2 separate regions of the Mus musculus genome follow, and region 2 is linked to region 1. A link is a contact called in public Hi-C data. All regions are on one chromosome and are shown on one strand. Each heading gives the region's core, a stretch centred on a gene start, on an enhancer-like site or on the middle of the called end of the contact. The rest is flanking DNA. Distances are from core to core; before and after follow the strand shown. Region 1 has its middle 210 kb from the start of Gm41333. Region 2 has its middle 48 kb from the start of Gm30159.

What was found. A called contact is a pair of places that touch in the nucleus more often than the background predicts.
Region 2: a contact with region 1 is called in a Hi-C map of the N1E-115 cell line, with 4 times the contacts expected there. The contact joins two enhancer-like sites. A contact is called at or near these places in 1 of 484 Hi-C or Micro-C datasets (the N1E-115 cell line) and 1 of 9 other capture datasets (embryonic stem cells).

What each region holds. Positions count from the first base shown.
Region 1 is chr15:62,457,397-62,465,296 of GRCm38.p6, reverse strand. No RefSeq gene overlaps it. Among named protein-coding and RNA genes, the nearest start is that of Gm41333, 210 kb to the left of the region's middle. Within about 2 kb of position 2,421, at least 64 of the 459 cell types and tissues checked have an H3K27ac peak or open chromatin away from gene starts, as enhancers often do. A contact at or near this core is called in the N1E-115 cell line, where this site is marked.
Region 2 is chr15:63,190,159-63,197,251 of GRCm38.p6, reverse strand. No RefSeq gene overlaps it. Among named protein-coding and RNA genes, the nearest start is that of Gm30159, 48 kb to the right of the region's middle. RefSeq lists an enhancer at 2,464-3,315. Within about 2 kb of position 3,176, at least 20 of the 459 cell types and tissues checked have an H3K27ac peak or open chromatin away from gene starts, as enhancers often do. A contact at or near this core is called in the N1E-115 cell line, where this site is marked.

The DNA.
Region 1 (7,900 bases), core at 1,172-3,671:
ACCATGTGATCTGTGACTGACTACTTAACCTCTCTGAGTCCAGGTACTTAGATCTGTCAATGTCAGTAATAAAATCTGCCTCCTGTGGTCACTGACAGGATTACATGTCATTAAGAGCATGGCACTGGGAATATGGCAAGGTTTGACAAATATTCGTTCTTATCCCCTTTATAGACATGAAATATTCTGATTTCATTTCTCAAAGTCCAAGACAGAAATCGCCTTTAGAAATGGTAGTCTTAAAGTTTAAGCATAATCAGATAGTTCCCGAATTCTCTGGGTCACTCACTTCTTGTTAATTCAATTACTTATCTACTGAGCTTCTAATATCTGCCAAGTCCCCTCCTACTGCTGAGACACAGCAAGGAGTAAGAGGAGGTCCTTTGGCATAAAGAGTCAGTCTAGGGCTCGATAGCATTATCTGATAAGCAAAGCATCTAACTGCAACTGTATTTTAGCTACAGAGCAAGCGTTGCCACTGTTCTTGAATTGTTATGAAAATTCTGGACATGTACATGACATCTCTTTAAATAAACTATCAAGTCTATTGAAAGACATTATATTACCTAATAAGTCCTAAAATACTCCCTTTTTTGTGTGTGATTAAGGAGAAATCACTGAAGGGTAGAAAAGAAAGTGGTCTTTCCATTTTCCCTGTATTTGGCAACCTTTCTTGGAACCCACACTTATGGGTGCTCATGTTCTAGTGCTCGTTCTTCTGCTGAGATAGACACAGCATCATGGGGGCTATTCAAGCAAACTATAGGTCTTTCTTCCCAACTAAGTTTGTGTTGTCTGCAAAGTAGACATTGTAGCACCTTCTCATATGAACCTGATTTTCCCATGATGCCTTCAAAAGCAAGGATGACTTTTTATTGATAATTAATGACTCTGCATTTGGAAACTTCTGACCCCATAGTACATGATCAATAAATGGTAACAACTTTTAAAAAGCACATGCCTCTTACTCCTCTCAAATCTGGGGTTGAATGAACTATTGTGGTGTGTGCTGAGCTCAGATGGTCTGGGTACATTAGCTTCTGATGCATCATGATGCCAACTGGAAACTGGGGCATCTAGGGCATCTCAGTTAGAATGACTAGGTGGGGAGGGGGTCTATATGTCTTTTCAATAATGATGGAATCCCCTGAAGAAAAATGGATTAATAAGAGAGCACTTAATTTGTTTAATAGCACCAAGAGATATCCTGAGAAAACCACTCTGGCAGACAGGTCCATGTGAATACAGAGGAGAAAAAAAAAAAAAAAAAAGATGTGTGTCCTGATCCCTCTTGTGTGTTCTGTAGCATTTATACAACCCTTCTTGGGGTAACTTGGTGATATGTATTAAAATGCAACCTGAATGGGGATAAAGCTCGGGTAGTCGAGCATTCGCCTAGCATACATAAAGCCCGAATAAGAAAGCATAAATTGCGTATAGTGGCACAGACTTGTAATTCCTGCATTGAGAAGTACAGACAGGAGGGTCAGGGATTCAAGGTCATCCTCAGCCACAATGTACGTTTAATGCCAACCTGGAGTACACGAGACCCTGTCTTAAAGCTAAAGGGAAACATGACAGGAAAGAGGAAGGTCACGTGACTGGAGAAATGGCTCAGTGGTTAAGGGTGCTGAACCTGTGTTCAGTTCCCAGCACCCACGTAGGGAAGCTCACAAAGTCTTGTACCTCCAGTTCCAGAAGACCTAACACCCTCTCCTTGTCTCCATAGACACATGAACACACACACAGAGAAAGAGAGAGAAACATACATACAAATAAATGATAAATCATTTTAAAAGGACGTGGACAGAGATGGCGATATCCAAGGTAGGCGGCTTCCTTATTCCCCTCTTCCAGCCTTGTCCTGTGCCCATCCAAGGGCCACCTGGCAGCTGAGAAGGAGCCACAAGTCGTAAGTGTACCCTACTTCGTAGACGCAGGTGAGAAGAAAATATGGATCTTTTAAACACTGAGTCAAATCCAGAGAGATGGAGCCAACTGCAGCTTGGGCTGACCGCAGCCTCTCACCTAGATGGAAATTAGAGGTGAACATAAAGGCAGAGGCAGCCTCTCCAGCAAGAAAAACAGACAGAGAAAACTTGCTGAGCATCAAGGACAGATCGTATCCAAACCATTAAGTGGGCAGGTAATACGATGTTCAAACATAACTGGATTTCTTAGCTTCAATCACTGCAATCTCTCTAGGGTGGGAAAAAAAAAAAAAAAAGAGCCTGTGTTTTTTTCCTTATCTGTTCCCATGTCTGGGTTGTCAGAGTTAGCAGTGAGCTCTGCAGCCTGGAATATGTTCTCCATTGTGCTCTTTCTGTGAAGAAAATTACAATGTGAAAAGGAAGGGGGTGGAGAGGAACATTACATTCTAAACAGTCTCGGGGAGATAATTGCAAAGTCTCCTTGGCGCTCTCCTCCTTCCCCCTCCCTCCCTGCCTCCTCCAACTGTTCTTCTGCCTCTAGGCCCTGGCACTAGGCCTGCCTTACAACTGTGACTGCAGATAGACCAGGATGCTGGGTCAGCTGGGGCTTCCCCACAGTGAGTGGGCCAGCTGCTTTCTATCTTCCCTGGGCAGCGTGGCATCCACACATTACTGCCAATGAGGGTCACTCAGAGACTTTTGTAAGAGGAAGGATGGTCAGTAAATGTTCTTTTTCTCGGTTTTCTCGGTCGTTTGGGTTATTTATCCTCGGCAGGGCATGATTTGATTCAAATGTGATAATTTCAGGATCTCCGGAGCCACATTCATCACTGTAGATCAAGTCTCCCCTACAGGGTTCAAACGCTGCTCAAGCACTGGGATTCCCAGTTTCATTTAGGACCCTTAAGCATCCTAGGAGGTGTTCTAATCTTGATCTCCATGTGAGAGACTGGACACTGAATCTTTGTGAGTTCAAGTTACTATCTGTTAGTTTGCTTTCTGTTACTGAGATGGAACACCATAACCAAAAAACATCTTAGGGTAGGAAAAGGTTTATCTAATCTTAGAGTTTACAGTCTCATGAAAGGAAGTTGGGGCAAGAACTCAAGACAGGAACCTAGAAGCAAGAATTGAAGCACGGGTCTTAGAGGAATGAATGATGTTTATTGGCTTACTCCTCATGGCTTGCCAAGACTGCTTTCTTGTACCACTCACGACCACATATCTGGGGTTAGCACTGCCCACAGTTGGTTGGACCCTCCCACACCAATCATTAATCAAGAAAACGCCCCACAGACTTGCCTACAGGTCAATCTGAGGGAAGCATTTTCTCAATTGAGGTTCCTCTTCATAGTCAATTCTAATTTGTGTCCAGCGAAGCAGCACAAGTTCCACACTCGAGTTCACAGGCTATTAAGTGATGGATCCAAGGTCTTGGGCCAGATCTTGCTCATTTCTGCCCTAATGCACCTGTTTTCTAGAACTGATGACGGTGGTAGGAGTCCTCAATGTCTTTGGATACTCATACCAAGAGAGAAAAGTTGACTAAGCTATTTTTAGAAGAGAACTGGTCTCCTGATGAATGAGATGCTCTAAGGAAGTGGAAATGATCCATGCCCGAGAGCATCCATGAAGACCTTTGCATTTCAAACATGGTGGGAACAAAGCCTGCCAAGCCACTAACAGGTGCTAGAACCCCTACTTATTATGATTATCCCCTCCTCCCCTGTACACAGCTTGGAAGAAACCACAACAAAGAAAAGGGGAGGAGTAGAGGTAGGGAAGAGAAAAAAAAAGAAGAAAGGGGCTGGGGAGGTAGCTCAGCCACTGAAAGCATCAGAAACTGACTTCAGTCTCTACGGTTTGGATATGAAGCTGGGCGTGGTGGCCCAGGCTTATAGTCCTGTAGAAGAATAGACAATAGCATACTTGGGGCTCATTTCGGGACAGTATAACCTAAACAGTGACTTCCCTAGTCCTAGTGAGAGGCCTTGTCTCAAAATACAAGGTTAGCAGTTCTTGAGGGATAATAACCAAGGTGAACTAATACTTCCATATGCACACACAGAGATATACACAGACATACCTACACAAACAAAAACATGCACACATATAATATACATACTATACACACATAAGCATAAATGTACACACAAGAACATATACACACATGAACATGTGTGTGTGTGTGTACGTGTGTGAAAATATACACCCATAACTGAAAGAAAAAGTAATAATGTTTTCTTTCCAGATTTTAAGTGTACCTGCTAGATTTATTGGGTCTGTATGTCCCTATCTACTATAAGCTGAGGCTTACAGATATTAAATCTCTAAAAATCTGCAGGTTAGAATGTTTTCCATCCTCCACATCAGCAGTTCTCTCGGTTAGTCCTGGACTTGCAGTGTTAGCATGACTTGGGAACATGTGACTCATGCAGATGTCCAGTTTCCATCCCAGAGCTACTAAAATCTGAAGCCTGGGTAGTATGATCCAGCACTCCAGGCTGGCCTTGAATTCTAGGCGCTCTCAGCTGGGTAAGTGCTAGGAGTACAGGTGTCTGCCACCATCTGTGGCATCTCTCCATGATTCAATGCATTTAAATAGTGAAAGCCACTGCTCTGAGGTGCTTTGTAATGAGTAGTTAATTAAAAAAAAAATTGTTGATTAGTGCACTTAAAACATTTGTTGCTTCAACTAGAGACTATTCTGAAAGCAATTTTATTTTGACCTTGGACCAATCAGTTGGAAAAGGGAGAAGCCAGCAAACTTATGGAAATCTAATCAGCCATGTGAAGTATGATAATGCTGGCATTTGGTACCTGGCACAAAACAGCAGGTTGCTGCTTTACGTACAAAGGTGTGACTGGCAAAGGAGTTACCAAGTCTCACTGCTTCCTTTTCTTACTGCTTCCTGCTGAGGCTTAGAAGGAGGGGTCCTCTCCAGCTGTCAAGGTACAGTGGGCTGGCCATGCTAGAGGTATCCTTGTCCAAAGGTCGTCTCTATCCCTACAAGAAACAACACAAGTTTCCTCAGCGGGGAGGTGACTTAGTAATGGATACCAGAACACAGTGGGAAGGGGAGAGACAGTCGATGTCATTTCTGTCATAACCCAACATGTAAGTTGACTGACTACAGTCAACTTTTAGCAGATGCTAAAGCAGGTTTTAAAATGACTGGTCTTCCTGGCTGCTTGCGCTGGTTGTCACACAAAGGGAAAAAAATACTGGGGGGAGGGGGGAAACAAAGATTAACTTTAGAGTAATTTTTCTTTTGTACTATCTCTTTTTAAACGCTGTAGGGTTTTGTTTTTGTCTTCTCTTCTTCTGCAGAAAAATGAGAATATTATAAAAGCACCTCTTAGGACCAGGGAAATGCCTCAGTGCTTGTTGTATGAGTACATGAATTTGAACCCCCAGAACCCATGGGAGAGTTGAGCACAAAAGCCTGTCTGTCATCCCAGTACTCATATGCCAAACTCAGAGGCAAGGACAGGATGACCACCAGAAACCTGTGAGCCAGCCCCACTTGGCTGTCATATATAGCCGTGAACACAGTGTGATCCATCTCAAACAAGGTACAAAGTGAGGACAAATCCTGAAGTTATTTGACCTTCTCATGTGTGCCATAGAATGAATACACACACACACAAACACACACATATACAGCAAGTCAGCTAATCTAGCCTGAAACAGCTTGTTGTGGGTTCATTGATCGATGTCCTATATCTGAGTTTGCTAATAGAAAGAACACCCTCTATACTGGCTGGTTTTGTGTCAACTTGACACAAGCTCGAGTTATCACAGAGAAAGGAGCTTCAGGCGAGAAATACCTCCATGAGATCCAGCTGTAAGGCATTTTCTCAATTAGTGATCAAGTGGGGAGGGCCCCTTGTGGGTGGTGCCATCCCCGGGCTGGTAGTCCTGGGCTCTATAAGAAAACAAGCTGAGCAAGCCAGGAGAAGCAAGCCAGTAAGTAACATCCCTCCATGGCCTCTGCATCAGCTCCTGCTTCCTGACCTGCTTGTGTTCCAGTCCTGACTTCCCTGGTAATGAACAGCAATGTGGAAGTGTAAGCTGAATAAACCCTTTCCTCCCCAACTTGCTTCTTGGTCATGATGTTTGTGCAGGAATAGAAACCCGACTAAGACACCCTCCTTGACATTACCTGACCACAAAGTTTATGTTTCCAGGCTATGATGTCTTTCAGCCATCACCACCAGCTACTTTATTGTCTGGCTTTCCATGGGCTTTACTCTTCTATTTTCATTCATTACAGTCTCCTTCTCCCTCCAGAATTTGTATCTTTTCCTGGTCCCAAAGTGTTAGAGAATTTCAAAGCCTTGGCCTCGTGTGGTCATACTAGAATCTACTACCTTTCCTGTGTCACAGAGTAGAACCAATTTGGTATGAGGAACAGAGGTTATAGTGATGCCAAGAATGGGGGACATTACATATAGAATGACATGGATATATGAGGATTTATGGCTAGAAATAAAGAGTGTCAGTTCTTACATTTATAGTCACATTTTATTATAACATCACCTCTCCTGCCACAGAGATAATAACTAAACAAGAGGTGGAGGTAAAATTTAGAGTACCAGTTACAGAGCAGACCAACAAAGCAAAGCTGGTAGCACTGGACATGGAAGACACATAAGTCCCTAAAGGTACACTATCAGAAATGCAATAAGTTATTTCAACACATTTATTCATTTCACACACACACACACACACGCACGCACGCACACACACACACATACACACATACACACAACTACTACAGTGTTTTTGGGAATTCTGCCAAATCATGAAGGGAAAATGTGGGCTAATCACCCCAGCCTTCACATGGATGTTGGACTAAAAAGAAAGAAAGGGTGGTTGAGCATTTCAAAGAACCAATCCATGCCCTATGTTTGAGGTGTGGTAGGGAGGAAGCTTAACTCAGCAGAGGGCACAAGGGAGGCAACTGGCTCTCCAAGTGTGCTTCTGACAAGTGATGGGGCACCACCAGGCCCTTGCTAGGAAGGCACATGCTCAGAGCTCACTAAGAATTCTAGAGTAGTAAGTTCTGGAGGGGTGAGGCTGGAAGGGGGTGTGTGGGGGTGGAGTAGAGGTTGTAGTTCAGAAATCTGGGTTCACAAGTCTCTCGGTGGAGGAAGAGGTGCTTGCACAGCTGCAGCTTGGAAACCACCATTGATACTCAAGAAGTGAGTAGTGAATTTCCCCAGCTGGAGCTGGTTTAGAACGGTTTAAGACTAGAGGAAGTGACCTCTGCACCCAATCTTCAAAGGAGAGTTCTACAAAAATGACAAGAGACACAGGCAGGAACATTCCAGGAATTCCAGGTGTTTGTGTACTTGAATCACAACACAATGCCTCCAAACCTCCCATTTTCTCACTGGATGTAGAATTAAATCCAAGGAAATTATGTAGGGACATAGGTATCAGGGGTATTAACTGCTTCTCCATTTTCTTCCCCACCTCCCTGTCTTTTGACAGTACTGGGAGCTGAACCCAGTACTGAGAAGGGAACTAGGAGCTAACCTGTATGCTGGGCAAGCACTGCCACTGAGCTACAGTCTTGCTTATTTGCTCTTTTTTTTTCTTTTCAAGCAATTTTAATGCCCTTCAGCTAACTCCTTGAATGAACCAGAGGTTCATATGCCTAAGGATTATCCCTTGGTTTAGAAAGAGGGAGGTATGGGAAAATGATTAATGGAGCATGGTGCTCTCAATAGAACGAGGCGGGTGCGACACCATGCCACACTTTGAGTAACAAAATGCCACCAAATATGTACACATTGAATCCCATAGACAGACACAATAAATGTGCAACAGCAGGTTGATTCTCAGGGGCAGAATTCAGGGGTTGAGGATAGGACTGGGATAGAGACCTTTTACTCATAGTAGTTTACTTTTGTACAATGTGCATTGCATTCATAATGCAAAGAAACAGACACAGGATCCT
Region 2 (7,093 bases), core at 1,927-4,426, 730 kb before region 1:
TTTGTATCTGTGGAGGCCTGTTTTGTGGCCAATTATAGGGTCAATTTTGGAGGAGATACCATGTGGTGCTGAAAAGAAGGTATATCCTTTTGTTTTAGAATAAAATGTTTTGTAGATATCTATTAAATCCATTTGTTTCATAACTTTTGTTAGTGTCCATGTGTCTCTGTTTAGTTTATATTTCCAGGATCTGTCCATTGGTGAGAGTTGGGTGTTGAAGTCTCCCACTATTATTGTGTGAGGTGCAATGTGTGCTTTGAGCTTTACTGAAGTTTCTTTAATGAATGTGGCTGCCCTTGTATTTGGAGCATAGATATTCAGAATTGAGAGTTCATCTTGATAGATTTTACCTTTGATGAGTATGAAGTGCCCCTCCTTGTCCTTTTTGATAACTTTGGGTTGGAAGTCAATTTTATTTGATATTAGAATGGCTACTCCAGCTTGTTTCTTCAGACCATTTGCTTGGAAAATTGTTTTCCAGCCTTTCACTATGAGGCAGTGTCTGTCCTTTTCCCTGAGGTGGGTTTCCTATAAGCAGCAAAATGTTGGGTCCTGTTTGTGTAGCCAGTCTACTAGTCTATGTCTTTTTATTGGGGAATGAGCCCATTGATGTTAAGAGAAATTAAAGAAAAGTAATTGTTGCTTCCTGTCTGCTTGCTCACCCTCTGCAGTCCTCTAGCTGACCTGCACATACTGGTCTCCAAGGGACCAGGGACACAAGATGGCTCCCTCACCTACTCAGGCGGTCAGGGCCCTACTAGGTGGACACCTCTCCTCTGACAAGGAAGTTGCCCAGATGTCTGGAGCCCAAGATGGGGTCTGTCCCCGAAGCTGTGTAGCTTCTGCCTGCCCCAGAAGCTGTGTACCTTCTGCAGTCTGCACTCTCACCTGTGCAGACTGGTCTCTGAGAGACCTGAGACACAAGATGGTTCCCTTACATGCTCCAGCAGTCAGAGCCCTTCAGGGCAGACACCTCTCCTCTGGTAGGGAAGGTACCTCGATCTGGAGCCCGAAAAGGGATCTGTCCCAGAAGCTGTGTCACTCATGCAGTCCTCTCGCTCACCCTCCCCAGTCTGCTAGCTGACCTGTGCAGACTCATACAAAGCATTTTTAAGTATCTTTTCCAGGAAAGCAGTGTGTGTGTGTGTGTGTGTGTGTTTTCTACCATCTCTGAAGTTAAATACAAATAATTTGACTTTTGACATCAACACATTGTCATTGTTACCTCTGAAATTATGTATCCCAAAAAGTTTTAAGGAAAATTGAGTTGGTTTGTAGGAAACAGAGTAGTCCTTTTGGCTTGTGGACCCAGTAAGATAGAGCCATTGTTTGTTCCTTTCTTCACCCAACTATTAATTGAATATCAATTACATTTCAAGTGCTAGTCATCAATGGAGGTGACTAGAGAATGTCCTTGCTTTCAGGAGCTTTTATTCTTCAGTAGAGATGGATAAATATCCAGTGTTTCTCAACCTTGTTTGAGAATTCCAATCACATAACCACTGCCTTTGAAACCCAGGTTGCAGCCTGGGCATGGTGGTTGAGCATTCAGGTGTCTAAGGCAGGAACGCATGAGTTTGAGGTCTAGCCTAGACAAATAGCAAGTTCTAGGCCAGATTGAGCTACACAGGGAAGACCTTGCTCAAAATGCCAAGTGTATGGGTGAAGCTTCATAGTAGATTACTTGTCTAGCATGCACAATGTTTGATCCCATACCCAGCAAAATCAAGCAAGCAAGCAAACAAACAAACAAACTAACAAAAACGGTATCTGAAACCTGTTCCGGCAGTGTCTATGGTGGTCTTGTAAACAGTTGCGATAATCAAATGAAAGGGAAAATATAGAGTGTATTGCTAACTAATGGATGCATTGTAAGGTTACGTAATAGACAGAAAAAAATGAAAAAACCAGAATTGTACAGTAGTAGATACTGCTATTTTAAGTTGAAATTCCAGAACTTGCCACTTAGCTGAATGAAGGGTGAGGCCTCCACAGACAAGAGGCTTTTGCAGAAGTCTTGGCAGGCAGTACCGAGCCTGGCTCCAGTTCTTCACCTTCTGCACTTTTAGGGTGCCACATGCCTCTCTCACTTCATTTAATCTAGTGTGTGAGCATTTTGGCTTGGTGTTTTAACATTTTGTGGCAGAAATAGAGCCATGTTGATATTTGAAATCCTATAATCCTAGGACTGGGAAATGCCTACCAGATTGTAGTTGAAGCATTTCATAGCAATGAATTCAAGATCTCTCACAGAAACCACACAGGTATAGCTTGTTTCTTTCACCATTTTGGAGACAAAGAAGCAGAAATACAGAAAGATTAAGTAATTTGCATCTGCTCACACAGATAGGATCTTGCAGAACCACTGTCTTAAGTTGTGGGTGGATGGATGGATAGATGGGCAAATGGATGGGTGGACAGGTGTGTAGATGGATGAGATGGCAAGATTCAGCCTCACAGAGCTACCAAATGGCTTCTGTATTTTCAGAGAAATAAACTTCTAGGAGAATGGATTCTAATCAAAACATGTACATGCCATAGTAGATGAGTTAGGATGAAAGGAATGAGTGAGCTAGTCCAGGAGAAAGAATAGCAACTGCACAGAATAGCAGTTTGCTTGTCCAGGTACCAGCCTCCCCCCCCCCCCCGACCCCCCTACTTGAAAGCTGTCCATGCTTATTGGAAGCTGGAGGGCAAGAGAAACCAGATCCAAGAAACCCTTTCCTCTCAGGAGAGGCTGACAAGTTGTGCTTTAATCTAATTAATACATTCAGGAAATGGGCTGAGAGGAATGTGATTATTTAATTGTTCTGTTCAAAGGGTAAAAAAGCAGGCTATTAGTCTGAGGTCTTGACTCCAAGGTTCACTTTAGGTTGTTACCAAGGGGAAGGTTCAGGAACAAGAGTGGCTGATTGATTCTTTCCCTGCTGTTACCCTCATTAATTTACAAAGGTTCATTGTTGTGGTGCTAACTCACAGAGTCTGGAATGAAATGTAAAACAGATTTGAACTGATAAGAATTGTTTTGTATCTGCTATCCAGTAGTGTTTCTTCCCTCTGAGTTCCCTTCTAAAGATTTTCAGGTACATGAATTTCCAGTCTGATTATAATGAACTCATTTTCCACATGACAAAAATTATGTCTAATGATTAAACAGCAAGCAGGAAGTAGACTCTTGACATTTGACATTTCATTTCCAGTCCAGCATAAACTTGGCTGCCTCCGGACTTTCCCTATGGCTAGAGTAAAAAGAGTCAGGTCAAGTTTCCCTTCTGGGAAACAGGGAAAATAAGATGCAAATCTGAGCATCTTACCCAAAACAAACCTCATTCACATAGTGGTAATAGTGTGTGTGTGTGTGTCTGCCTGTCTGCCTGTCTGTCTGTGTACATGCATGTGTCTATGTGTATATGTGTCTGTATGTTTGTGTGTGTGTGTCTGTATATGTGTCTGTGTGTATGTCTGGGTCTGTATGTCTGTGTGTGTGTGTCTGTCTCTGTATCTGTGTATTTGTCTGTGTGTGTGTGTGTGTGTGTGTGTGTGACTGTGTGTGTGTCTGTGTGAGTGTCGGTATGTCTGAATGTGTATATGTATATATGTGTGTCTGTGTGTGTTTGTGTGTATGTGTCTCTGTCTGTGTAGGTGTGTGTGTGTTTGTTTGTTTGTGTATGTATATCTATTTCTGTGTCTATGTGTCTGTATGTCTGTGTGTGTATCTGGGTGTCTGTGTCTGGGTGTCTATGTCTCTCTGTGTGTCTGTATCTGTGTGTCTTTGTGTCTGTGTGTTTGTTTATGCATCTGTGTCTGTATGTCTGTGTCTGTGTCCATGACTTTATAGGTGTGGTGCAGAAACCAACACTGAGTCTCTTCCTTGATCACTTTCTATCTTATTTATTATTATTTTTTGTGATATGTCTTCCATAGAAGTAGACTTCTCTGTGATGCCAGCACACGGCTTCTGGTTTCTCATTAAGTGGATATTTGCCAGATTCCTTTCTTACCTTTAACTTGTCTTCAGTTTGATGAATCTTCTCTGGCTCCCTTGAGCAAAGTACTCAACAACTAATTGTGATGTCTCAGCTCCTCCATTAATGCCCACCACATTTTATCATAATTGCTTAACTAAGTGCATATTTTATGTAATTATCTGTATGTTCTTCATTGGGTTGTGAGCTTCTGAATGCAGGTGAGTCAATCACATCTTAAGGAATCTAAAACAAATTGCTACTGTGTTATAGAAATCATTTAATCTCAAATGGAGTTTTCTATCCAGCCTTTGATCACTTAATTCCCAGATAAAAGATACACAGTCTTTATATTTACTTATAAGCCTTAATCAGCACTTGATTTGGGTAGGTATCTACCTTGAAATCTATTAGAATCTATTTCTCCATCAATAATCCCAAATTATAATTTGCCACGTTCTCTCTGAGCAGCTCTTAACTCAAAGCCAGCCCTCATGGCCATGTATTCATAACTCATCTAACCCATGGAGTCTCTCCTTTCTCTACCTTCCTCTCTCCCCTCTCATGATCTCCTTTGACTCCAAGCTCAGGAACCCAAAAACCCTGCCTATTTCTCTTCTGCCCATCTATCAACTATAAGCATCTTTATTCACCAATGGGGAATAACTTGGGGGACAGCACTTGTGTATTTACAAATTCTGTCATCCCTGAAGACAACCAGGCCTTGAGGACCAGTAGTTAGCATTATCATACATAGCAAATGACCAAACCTCAACACGACTGAAACCAAATTTATAAGTAAAAAAATGAGTGACTAGTTCATCACATACGTTTGCGATGATCAAATCATATATCAAATGGGGCCCAGAGACCCCCTATGCTGGAGGTGACCTCAAAACCTCACCTATGAAGACTAGCTTTCATGGTACCAGAAGGTGCCATGCAAACTTCCAAAGAAGGGAAGTATTCCGGAAGAGCTTCTGGTCATGCTTAGGCAGCCATGTAGGTGAGACTTTATGAGTACATAAACAAATATTTCTACCCAAGTATGACACATATGAATCACATTAATGACCACCAAGATAACCCTCAGGGTGCAGTAGTGGCATACATTCTTTGGTAGTAACCAAAAACTCTCCAATTTGATTTAATACCCAATGCACATGTGAGAAATGATTCCTCTTTCTGAAGACGTATCCAACTAGCCAGAGCTAGTGAAGTCATGAATCTTAGAAAAGAAACTTCAGTCACCACTTTACTAAATCAATGTGCTCCACCCCAAATACTACATTGTAAATATTTCTCTTTATACCCACACAAAAGTATAGTTCCCACGCCTCATCAGGAAAACTCCTCTTTGCAACATGTGGAAATCATTACAGAAAACCACAACCAATCAAAATTTAGAGTTGTGGAGCCCAGTCTCAACAGAATCATCTACAGTACCATGCCTGTTATCTAAGACTCAGGGATCATTGTGAAAGAGCAGAAGGAAAGATTTTAAGAGTCTTAGAAAGGAATTTGCTGTGATATTGTATCTCTTACCAATTTCAGATTCTGTACTCATAAAGTCTCACCTACATGGCTGCCTAAACATGACCAGAAGCTCTTCTGGAAATGGAGTTATAGACAATTGTGAGGTGCTATGTGTTATTGGGAATTGAACCCAGGTCCTCTGCAATAGTTGCCAGTGCTCTTAGCCTCTGAGTCATCCCTTCAGTTCCCTCATCTATTCATGAAAATGCTTAGGAGTATTTTAGAAATCAGTTTCAGTGATGGGGAGTTAAATATTTGTCTTTCTGTAAATATAGTCATTCACTGTTTCTAAACTGGTTCTGTATAGAATCTTATGTTTTTGAAGAAGCAATTACTTATTCAACTAGCCATTCATTCATGCAAATGACAAATGCTAGACGTTTCAGACAGGGAGAGAGAGAGAGAGAGAGAGAGAGAGAGAGAGAGAGAGAGAGAGAGAGAGAGACCATTGCTACTGTTGTGGGTTAATATCCTTCATAGGCTTATATGTTTAAATACCTGACACACAGCTGGTGGCACTGTTTGTAGGCTGTGGAACATTTAGAAGGTGGAGACTTACTGCAGAAAGTATGTCACTTGGGGTGATGCTTGAGTCTTTGCCATATGATCACCAAACTTCCTGCTCTTACCATGCCTTCCCCATATGTTACCATGCTTAATCACTGTGATGGACTGTATCTGCCACTAGATGCAAGCCTAAATGAACTTCTTCTCTCTTAAGTCACTTTTGTCAGAGTGTTTAATCCCACTGAAAGACAAGTGACTGAGATAACCCTCATGGACCAAAGAGAAGTGAAATTATAAAGGGAATAAGAGTGATCCCCTGGATTTCCACATGCTGTCCCCCTTTGTCACTTCAGTGCCTGGTCAACTCACTGATCCTAGGTCATCCCCTATCACTTCATCCTTTCTTTAACATGATACTTTCATCTTTCCTTGGTTGAATCTTGCAAATTAGCGTGCCATGTGATAGACCTAGACTGGGATATGGAACTGATTATAGCTGCCCAGGTCTGCAAAGAAAAATGCAAAGGAGCAATCTTCAAATTTAGTCTTGGGACTTCCACCTTAGGGTCTCAGAACAGCTGTAGGTCTATGGTGTTTCTTTACTATTCAACCCTAAAACAGCATTGGGATAGAATCAAAGTATTTACATAAAATAGCAACTTCCTTTGATAGACTGTAACAATATCCTGTGAAAACCAGCTGGAAATTGCATTTTCTCCCTCCTCTGTAGTTTCTTATGGGAAAGAGATGCTTCATTCCTGTAATTGCTAAGAAAGGCTTTGGATTTCTTCACTCAAAACTGTCCAATTCAGTACCTCAGCTGACTTAACTGTTCTTGGGGCCTCTGGCTGTGACCAGTGGTTTCTGGTGATGGTTTTCATGAAAGGCAGCCTGTCTTTCATTGCCTCAGTCTGGCCCCTGCTCCCCATTGCCTATATACGGAGGTTAGCAGAGAAGGAGGTGGGGCGGGATGAAGGGTCAAATCTGTTACTTTTTATAGCAGTGGAGTGAAAATAATTTCCTGTGAAAGCTGAGGACATTCCTTCATTACTTGTGCTTCCTGCTCTGGGTCTTATATTCTGGGT